Regions from separate parts of the Sus scrofa genome. Here region 1 is linked to region 2. A link is a contact called in public Hi-C data. All regions are on one chromosome and are shown on one strand. Each heading gives the region's core, a stretch centred on a gene start, on an enhancer-like site or on the middle of the called end of the contact. The rest is flanking DNA. Distances are from core to core; before and after follow the strand shown. Region 1 has its middle 220 kb from the start of MYH9. Region 2 holds the start of TXN2 (thioredoxin 2).

Evidence for each region. A called contact is a pair of places that touch in the nucleus more often than the background predicts.
Region 1: a contact with region 2 is called in a Hi-C map of retroperitoneal adipose tissue, with 1.8 times the contacts expected there. The contact joins the enhancer-like site here to the promoter of TXN2 in region 2. A contact is called at or near these places in 1 of 5 promoter capture datasets (liver) and 6 of 47 Hi-C or Micro-C datasets (alveolar macrophages, fetal skeletal muscle, mesenteric adipose tissue and 3 more).

The regions. Positions count from the first base shown.
Region 1 is chr5:11,580,279-11,584,950 of Sscrofa11.1, forward strand. No RefSeq gene overlaps it. Among named protein-coding and RNA genes, the nearest start is that of MYH9, 220 kb to the left of the region's middle. Within about 2 kb of position 3,148, at least 17 of the 83 cell types and tissues checked have an H3K27ac peak or open chromatin away from gene starts, as enhancers often do. A contact at or near this core is called in alveolar macrophages, mesenteric adipose tissue and retroperitoneal adipose tissue, where this site is marked.
Region 2 is chr5:11,262,122-11,267,014 of Sscrofa11.1, forward strand. It overlaps TXN2 (thioredoxin 2), which reads left to right and starts at 2,349. Exons shown (of 4, transcript NM_001243705.1): 1 at 2,349-2,537; 2 at 3,322-3,584. The coding sequence starts at 3,322.

The sequences.
Region 1 (4,672 bases), core at 1,898-4,397, 320 kb after region 2:
GTGCATCTGAAACTAACACAATATTATAAGTCAGCTCTAATTCAATTTAAAAAATAAATAAAATCAAAAGGAAATAGGTGAAAAGAGAAAAAAGAAAGGAAGGAAGGAAAGAAAGAAAAAGAAGAAAGAAAGATCTATAATCCTTACTAGGAAAAAACAATCTCCGCGTTTTTTAAAGAGAATACCCCAGGAATTCCTGCTGTGGCGCAGTGGAAATGAATCCAACTAGGAACCACGAGGTTGCAGTTTCGATCCCTGGCCTCGGTGGGTGGCTAAGGATCTGGTGTTGCCATGAGCTGTGGTGTAGGTTGCAGAGGTGGCTCGGATCTGGCGTTGCTGTGACTGTGGTGCAGGCTGGCAGCTGTAGCTCCGATTAGACCCTTAGCCTGGGAATCTCCATATGCCTCAGGTGCAGCCCTTAAAAAGAAAAAGAGAGAGAGAGAGATTCCCCAGAGCCCCTCCCCCACACCACTCTTCAGGAGGTGAAATCACAATAGAGAAACTTCTGGCTGGCATCCACCCCCTCGTGCCCTTCTGCTTTTCAGGTCTGACTGCCAACCAGTAGGACCCCCCTTGTCTGCTCTGTGCCTTGGCAGGTCAGGAACAGGGCGAAGGCTATTTGCTCATCCCTGAACCACTCCATCTGGAGGCTGAGGATAGAGAGGGGATGAAATAGGCAGATGGGCGAGACCTGGGTCTTGGGTCAAACCATTCACTGCGCCAAGAAAATTAAATACTCTGATTGGGCAGCCTCAGCTCAGGAACTGAAGCCAAACAGTGAGGAAGGGGCAGGGTGATCCCCCACTGAAAATACAGGTTATTTTAGCAGCAGTAGAAATGGATGCTGGGCTGGAAAAAATAACAAGTATGAATATGTGTATAAGAATGTCCTCCAGGGAGTTCCCACTGTGGCTCAGCAGGTTAAGAACCTGACTCATATCCACAAGGACATGGATTTGATCCCTGGCCCCACTCAGTGGGTTAAGGATCCAGCATTGCCATGAGCTGTGGTGTAGGTCACAGACTTGGCTTGGATCTGGTGTTGCTGTGGCTATGGCGTAGGCTGACAGCTACAACCTCCGATCTGACCCCTAGCCTGGGAATTTCCACATGCCGCAGGTGTGGCCCTAAAAAGAAAAAAGAAAAAAAAAAAAAAAAAAAAAAAAAGAATGTCCTCCAGAGCCAACTAGCAGGAACTTCAGTTTAACTGGTTTAATCAATTCTGGGATTTATTATCATACAGAAGGAGAAGTTCAAGCTAGGGCAGGTCCAGGCTGGATAATTCAGCAACACCATGAAATCTGCAAGGCCCCAGCTTCCTTCTTTTTGCCCCACCATCTGCACCATGGTGCTTGTCCTTCCTTGTCCAGCTGTCCCCATCAAGATCACAGGATGGATGCAGACATTTCACCAGCTGTCAGCATCACAGACCAATGTCCAGGGGCAGAAAAGGGATTACTCTTCCTCACATTTTCCTTAAAAACTAAGAACCCCTGCACCCTGGTGTTGTCACTACTGTGACATGGGTTTGATCTCCACATGCTGTGATGGCCTCCTTGGTCAAAAATACATATCGTGGAGTTCTTTTCCTGGCTCAGGGGTTAATGAACCCGACTAGGATCTATAAGGATGGGGGTTCGATCCCTGGCCTTGCTCAGTGGGTTAAGGATCTGGCGTTGCTCCGAGCTGTGGTGTAGGTCGCAGATGCGGCTCGGATCCCACATGGCTGTGGTTGTGGCATAAGGCAGCAGCTCCAATTTGACCCCTAGCCTGGGAACTTCCATATGCTGTGGGTGTGGCCCTAAAAAAAGCAAAAAAAAAAACCAAAATCATATTGCAATCGACCTAACCAAGGTCACCCCAGAGCAAGAGGCAAAAACAGGACTCAAACCCGGATTTGCAGCCGTGAGCCTGAGCTCATTTCCCAACATCACAAGTGGTTACGTAAATCTGTGGTTTTAACCTAAATCAATCCACTGGGGCCCTGCTGGGACATAAAAGAAATCCATGGGAAGACACAGCCGCCTGCGCCTGTAGCCCACAAGTGACTGCCTCGGGGGACTGCTGGGATTTGAGCTGCTTTCAAAAGGCAGCAAAATCTCTAAGGTTGGAGCTTGGAGACATTGCTCAGAGAGACTCGCTGAGCTAGTGGGTGGGCACACAGTCCCTGGGGCACAAAGATCTGGGTCCCCCCACACTTCAGCTGTGACCTTGGAGAGGTCGCCTGGCCCCTCTGAGTCTCAATTCCTTCGCTGGAAAAATGGGGAAGATAATAGATAATATTACTGTATCTATGATATAATAATATCCTGGGGGTGGGCACTGTCGTGAGTCTTAACAAACTCCCCAGAGGTGACCTGTCAGGTCACAGGAAGCCCTTGGGATCTCCAGCCAGCTTGCTAAGGAGATCTGCCTCAGTGGGGACTCTGGAGCCTGGGGGAGCCTGACCCCGGGTGGTCCTTGCCCTCGTTTTCACCTGTAAGGTGAGTGGGCCCATTGGGCTGCTCTTCCAACCGCAATGTTCCAAGATTGAGGGTGCTTCTGGGCTGAGCAATCACATGGGAGCGCCTCTTACATACCCCCGTGTGCCAGGGAGAGGAGGAGGCCTCAGGATGGCCCCGGAGCTGGGAAGGGGGGTCCTACACAGCCATCTCCTCCACCTTCCTCTGTCACCTCCTCGCACCCCCCTGGAGACGGTGCAATCCAACATCTTCCCCCTCTGTCCCAGGAACGCTGGGAACTGGAGCTTCAGAACCTGGCTCCAAAAACACAACGCCCCCCTCGAGCAAAAATATTCCAGGTCAAAGCAATTTTCCAACCCGACAGGAAGCGGCCTGCCTGGGCAGAGGTGGGAGGGTCGTTTGCACCCAGAGCCAAGTCCAGAAGCTCTCCAGCTCAATCCCCCACCCTGGGGGCCTGCTCTCCCTCCCCTGCCCTCTCTTCCCCCCTCCCTTCCAAACCTTTCTTGGGCACCCAGCCCCTGGAGGGAGGGGCCCTTCAGCTGGCTTAACCCTTCCCACCCCAGGCTCCCAGTCGCCTCGTTCTGCTCTGGGTATTGAACAGCAACCCTGTCCTGATGGGGCCTCTTCTCTCAACAGCGCTGCAGGGCGTGTGTTATTATGCTTCCCCTTTCACAACAGCGAGGGGGGGACAAGACTAAAGAAGTCGGATCCTTTGCTGGGTCACATGGCTAGGAAGCTGTCCAGCCAGGATTCCAGCACCAGCAGAAGTCTGTCCTGTAGGGGAGCACAGCCCCCTCTCCTGTGCCCCAGAGGCCCCCTCGAGGCCTGGCTTCACACGTGTGGCCAGATTAGAGGCGTGAGATGCACCTGTGTCCCCCTCCTCACAGGCAAGAACGAGGACCAGGGCCGGGCAAGGATGGACCCTCAGAATACGCTAGTGGGAGGGGTCTCCCGGTATGGTCAGAAGGGACGTGGGCCAGAGGCGGCTTGGCCCCCTGGGGGACTGGCTCAGGCTGTGCGGGGGACCTGGCCTCCCCGCCACCATCTTTACAGGATCCTGTTCCACAGCCGAGAAGAAGCAAAGAGCCTCGGTGAGCTCTGGGTGCTGGCCTTCTGGCTCCGGGGGGCAGGGGTGGGGAGGGCGCTGAAGGTCTCGAGTTCTCTTTCCAGCAACTTCTCTGTGAAAACACAAGCCTCTTGCAGTGCGTTTAAAATGTCAGGGTGAAAAAAAAAAAAAAAAAAAAAAAAAGAAGGAGCTCCCCTGCGGCTCAGTCAGTGTTGTCCCTGCTGTGGTTCAGGACGCTGTTGTGGGGCAGGTTGTATCCCTGGCTCAGGAACTTCCGCATGCCGCAGGCATAGCTAAACAAACAAACAAAACAACCCACAAATGTCAAGGTGGGCCCGTGCTTTGGTCTTCAAACACCGGCTTCCTCCTTCCCTCCCACCTCCCCTAACCACCAGGTAATTGGAAAAAGATGAGAGGCATCTTAAAAACATCTAATGAGATGATGTGCCCGTCACTCCCGCTTCATGGAACTAGTTCTCCAAAGACTTCTCTCCTGATTTCCAGCTCCCTTTCCTTCTCCAGCTCCTTCTGCCTGGTCTCTGTTCTAAACCCTGCATTGTCTGCAGAGGGTTGGGCAGCTCCGTGGGTAGCAGTGATTTGTCTTGAAAAGGTGGAGGAAGAAATCCTTCCCCTTCAGAACCCTAACCAAAAATACCGTCAGTTTGTTCCCAGAAGACAAACAGTCAGTATATTAATAGATGGAGCGTGTTTTGTAACTCTGGAGAAGCCGTTAAACATTGCATAAGCGCTGCCTGCATCTTCTACCTCCGCTCAGCAGCTTATGCTCCAGTTCCTTGTGCCCGGTGTCAGGACGCTCTAGTGTTCAAGTGCCTGCTCTGCTGTGTCTTGGCTGTGTGACCTTGAACGAGTCACTTCACCTTCTTGAGCATCAGACTTTTATCTGTAAAAGGTCAAGAGTGACGAGTCTCGAATCCTCTCTCCAGGGATTGTTATCAGGATACAGTGAAATGAGAAATGAACACGTGCACATTCTTTGCAAACTCTACAACTAGATGCATGTCTCATGTCACCTCTCTGCTGTGCACCCGACCTTCCAAACTATTTTTTGTTGTTGTTTTTGTTTTTTTAGGGCTGCACCCATGGCATATGGAGGTTCCCAGGCTAGGGGTCAAATCGGAGCTGC
Region 2 (4,893 bases), core at 1,099-3,598:
CCCCCCCATCCCAGAGGACGGCCCCTGCACAGCTGTGGCTGTGGCCCTGCCTGCCCAGGGAGCGAGGTAGTGAAACTGCCAATTGGACGGAGGACAAATAACAGCATGATTCGGCCAAGATGAGCTGGAGAAAAACATGGCAAGGATTTTGGAAGGGCAAATGGTCCCGTGCAATGTGATGGGAAAAATAGGATTTGGAATCAAAGATAAGATTTGGGTCTTTGTCCACGGAACAAATAATCTCTGAGCACCTGCTACCATGCTCCAAACTGTAAAGTAAGCAATGGAGAGCCGGAGCCCCCAAGTGCAGATAGTACAGTGAGTGAGGAAAAAAGAAATGGTAACTGGAGTTCCCCCTGTGGCTCAATAGGTTAAGAACCCAATTAGTATCCAGGAGGATGTGGGTTCGATCCCGGGCCTTGCTCATTGGGTTAAGGATACAGTATTGCTGTGAGCTGCAGTGCAGATCACAGATGCAGCTCAGATACTGAGTTCCTGTGGCTGTGGTGTAGACCTGCAGCTGCAGCTCCGATTCAACCCCTAGCCCAAGAACTTTCATATGCCACAGGTGCGGCCCTAACCACCTGCTCCCCCCCACCCCCCAAAAAAATGGTAACAATGCCAAGTGCACGAACAATGCACTGAGTGGTGACTGACAGGTGCACAGGGGCTGTGGAAGCACAGGGGAGGGACTCCGGGACTCCACCCCCACTCAAGGAGGATCGGGTAAGTGCCTCCAGAGATGATGCCTAGTCTGGTAGGTGTTTAGCATTTTCTCAGCTGGACAGTAGAGAGAAAAGCCTTCCAGGCATGGGAAGTAGCAACTACAAAGTGCAGGGATGGGAGAGACATTTAAGCAAACTATGGAACTGTGATTCCCACTAGCTGGAGTGTAGATTGAAGTGAAAGTGTGAGATGGGGCTCTGCCAATTTACCTGCTTCCTGACCTTGGCCTGGGAACTTCTGCATGCTGCAGGTGTGGCCAAAAAAAAAAAAAAAAAAAGAAGAGGAAAAATACACTCAGCTTAATAAGCATCTATGGAACATCCTTGGTGAGCCAGGTTGTATCAGGTTGGTGCTGGGTGTATGGACATGTGTAAAAGCTGGAGATCCCTATGCTCAGGGAGCATATGGTCTCACGGGAGAGACAGACACTGTGCAGTGTGTTATGGACAAAGCACCAGAGAGAAAAAGGCAATTAATGCTGCTCAAGAAGTATGAGTAGGTGTTCTACCGAGTGGACATAGAAAAAAGGCTTTCAAGTTAAGCAAAGGCAGGGAGGAGGGAGAAGCATTGATTTATTCATAGAACCATAAGAAGTTATGAGTGGTTGTAAGGTCTTAGAGCCAGATTTAATCCCTCAAACTGCCGACTCCCTTATCTTGTTCAACCAAGAGCAGCCTGTTCTGGAATGATGACTGCCCTAACTGCATTTTGTCTTTGCTAATCTTCAGTTCCCACCATATCATGGAACATTGTTACAACCCCTCACCTCTCCTCCTACCCCTCCCATGTAGCCTGATGCCAGCCCTGACACTGGTTACTTTAGCCACAAGCCTCTATAAAACCTATTCCCCCGCTAATACCAGGGAGCCTGTGCTTTCTCTCAGTGCTTCTGGCCATCTTCTGTTCAGTAAACCTACTTGAAGCCTCAACGCTCTGGACTCTCTGCCTCTATTTCTGCTCTGAAACCCCACAGCCCTTTCCTGCTCTAACATAGGTAAAGGGTGCAAGGGAGACAAGGGGTGGCTGTGAGACCAGCCTGAGACACACAAATGCCTAGACTCCTGTTGTCCATGACAGCGACAATGGGTGAGAAAGGAAGGCCCAGGCCCAGGTAGATTCAGGGATCATCACACTTTGCCTGGGGCCTCAGAGGCAGGCCCTCCAAGTATCACTACCAGTTGGCATCTTGTCTGGGCCCAGTTTCTCAGCAATCCCAAAGAGACAAGGGTGGAAGACAAGCTGAGCTTTTCATGTCACATTTTGGGAAACTGAAGTCCCCAAGGGCAGGAAGACTTGCTCGAAACCACGAAGTTATACAGTCACATATGACAAATACGAGTCAGCGTTCTCTGGACTCCCAACTGAAGTCTTTTGCTTCGAAGCGACATTAGGACAATGAGACAAAAGGGTGGACATGCTGGTCAGCAAGTGTTTGCAAACTCGAGGACCACGCCTCCCCACCGCCCTTCTCTCCGCCCCCCCCCCTCCCTGGCACTCCCGCCTCCTTCCCCTCCTCTTCCGGACCCTCCTCCGGAGCCCTCCGGCCTCTTCCTGTCCCTCCCCAATGATCCGCCCCTCTTCCGGTTCCTCCCCTAAGAGCCCGCCCATCTTCCGGTGTCTCTTTTCAAGAACGCTTCTCTTCCGGTCCCTAACGGAGGCTCCGCCCGTGCCTGCCCTCTAGTTGAGGACTTGCTCAGGTTGCCTTTCCCGGAAGTGACGCTAAGGCCCGCCCCTCAGGAAGTGACGACAGAAGTGCCCTTGACCGGTGGGGCGGGCCGTGCTGTGCGTCGCTTCGCTCTCGTTGCTGGGAGGTAGGGGCCCTGTGGGGATGGTTCGAAGTGGTATCGCGGCTGAGGCGCCTCTGCAGGCGCGTTCCCATGCAGGCCGATGGCCGAGCGGGCAGAAACCCTGGGTGGGAGGAACTTGCCATTCGGGGAGCCGGGGTTCCCAGTTCCTTCCACACACACGTCCCTTCTTTATTAATTCCCCCCCCACCTGCTCCCGTGTCACTTCGTTCCTATTTGAATTGTTGCTTGTCTTCTTTCCTGAACCTTTGACAACTCTCCTTTGTCTTTAATTTCCCATTAAAACTCCTTTTAAAAGAGTAATCGATAGAGTAAGGACTTTTCAGACTGTCGTGGGCTCTAGTGTCGACTCTCCTTTAATAATTGGGTTGCTTTGGATATGTCACAATTTGCTTGAGCTTCTAAGTCCTTATCTATAATATGAGCAGTAGTACAGTAGAAACTTCTTCATCGTTGATCTGGGAGGACTCTAATGCCTGTAAGATACCTATCTCTTAGCAGGTGCTCCATAAATATTGATTCCTTCCCCCCTTCCGTCTGTTGTAATTTCACCAATATCCTGCTTTTTGGGTTGTCGACCTAGTTTTCCCATCCTGGTTTTCGATTCCTTTTTCCCCTTGATTCTCATTCTTTACTCACTTTTCCTCCAGAAGTCTTATGTATTATTTCCCAACATTTTGTTTCTGGCCCTGCATCTTGAGCCCCCTGGTACTCCCACATACCTTTCTGATTTCTGGTGTGTTGACTTCCTGTTCTTTGCCCCTACTCTTCCTACCTCTTCCCTTCACAGATGGCTCAGCGTCTTCTCCTGAGGAGGTTCCTGGCCTCTGTAGTCTCCAGGAAGCCCTCTCATAGTCGGTGGGCACCCCTCGCTTCCAGAGCCCTGCAGACCCCACAGCTCAGCCTTAGTAACCTGACAGGAACACCCAGCCAAGCCCGGTCATTATACACTACCCAGGTCTGTACAACAACCTTTAACATCCAGGATGGACCTGACTTTCAAGACCGAGTTGTCAACAGTGAGACGCCAGTGGTTGTGGATTTCCATGCACAGTGAGTCCTGGGGGGGTCAGTAGAAGACTGGGTGTCACTTGTTCTGGTATTTATTGAGCACCTGCTATGTCTCAGTACTATGTTTGATGCTTCTCACATAGAGATCGGTGAGACCGAATCCCTTATCTCAAAGATTAGTGTAGTTTGGTAGGAAACCGACTAGTAGGAGTTCCCGTTGTGGCTCAGCAGGCTGAGAACCCAACTAGTATTCGTGAGGATGTGGGTTCGATCCCTGGCCTCGCTCAATGGGTTAATGGTCTGGTGTTGATGTGGCTGTGGTGTAGGCCGGCAGCTGTAGCTCCTATTTGACCCCTAGCCTGGGAACGTCCATATGCTGCAGGTGAGGCCCAAAAGAGAAAGGAAGAGGCAGACTAGTAAACAATCTTCAGTCTTCAGAACACTCCGTGGGTATTCCCATGGTGGTACAACGGCATTGGCAGCAGTTGTCTCTGCAGCTCCAGGCCACAGATTTGATCCCTAGCCCAGCGCATTGGGTTCAAGGATCCATCGTTGCCACAGTTGCGATGTAGGTCCCAATTGCAGCTCAGATCTGGATCTGATCCCTCCTGGGAACTCCATATGCCTTGGGGTGGCTGTAAAAGAAAAAAGAAAAAAAAGGAAGAAAAAAAAAGAAAGAAAAACTCCAAATAGTGCTGTGAAACAGTTATGTTCTGTATCTCACTGCCCAAGTGGCTCAGGTCATCTTTAGCTTGGACCAAAGCAGGAAAAATAAGGCTGTAGTATCATCTGGCTTTTGGTATATTACCAGTTCCTGACTCTGCAGATAATTGTGTTTAACATCTTGCCACCCAAGCGGAGAAGGGCTAGCAAAAAGTTGTCAGTTCCACTGATAAAAGTTAACAGTTGGGTGCCCAAGCGTGCACTGGATGGACAGGAGTTTCTTTCTGGTGCCCTGTGAGTTTGTTTAAAGGATATTTAAATGCCTATGGCATTCTGGTTGTCGGTCTGGCCTTTTTTTTTTTTTTTTCGGTTGTTATTGTTGTTGTTGGCCTTCTTCCTTTCCAGACCTTTGGAGCCTGGCTGGATGCCTGGTTCTAAAACTACTGGACAAACCTTTCAGAATAGGGCATCCTTGGATTTCCCGTGTGGCTTACGACAGAATGGGGCATCCTGAAATGGGAGCCTGAGTTAGAAGTTGGGAGACCTTGTGGGCAAACCACTGACAGATTCTTTTGCTTTCCTTCGCCTTCTTTCTCTGACTCACCATGCTGCCTTGGGCAGGCCATGTGATGACCTTATGCCTCCCTTTCTTCACGTGTGGTAGGAGCTAAGGTCTTGCAGACGGGGC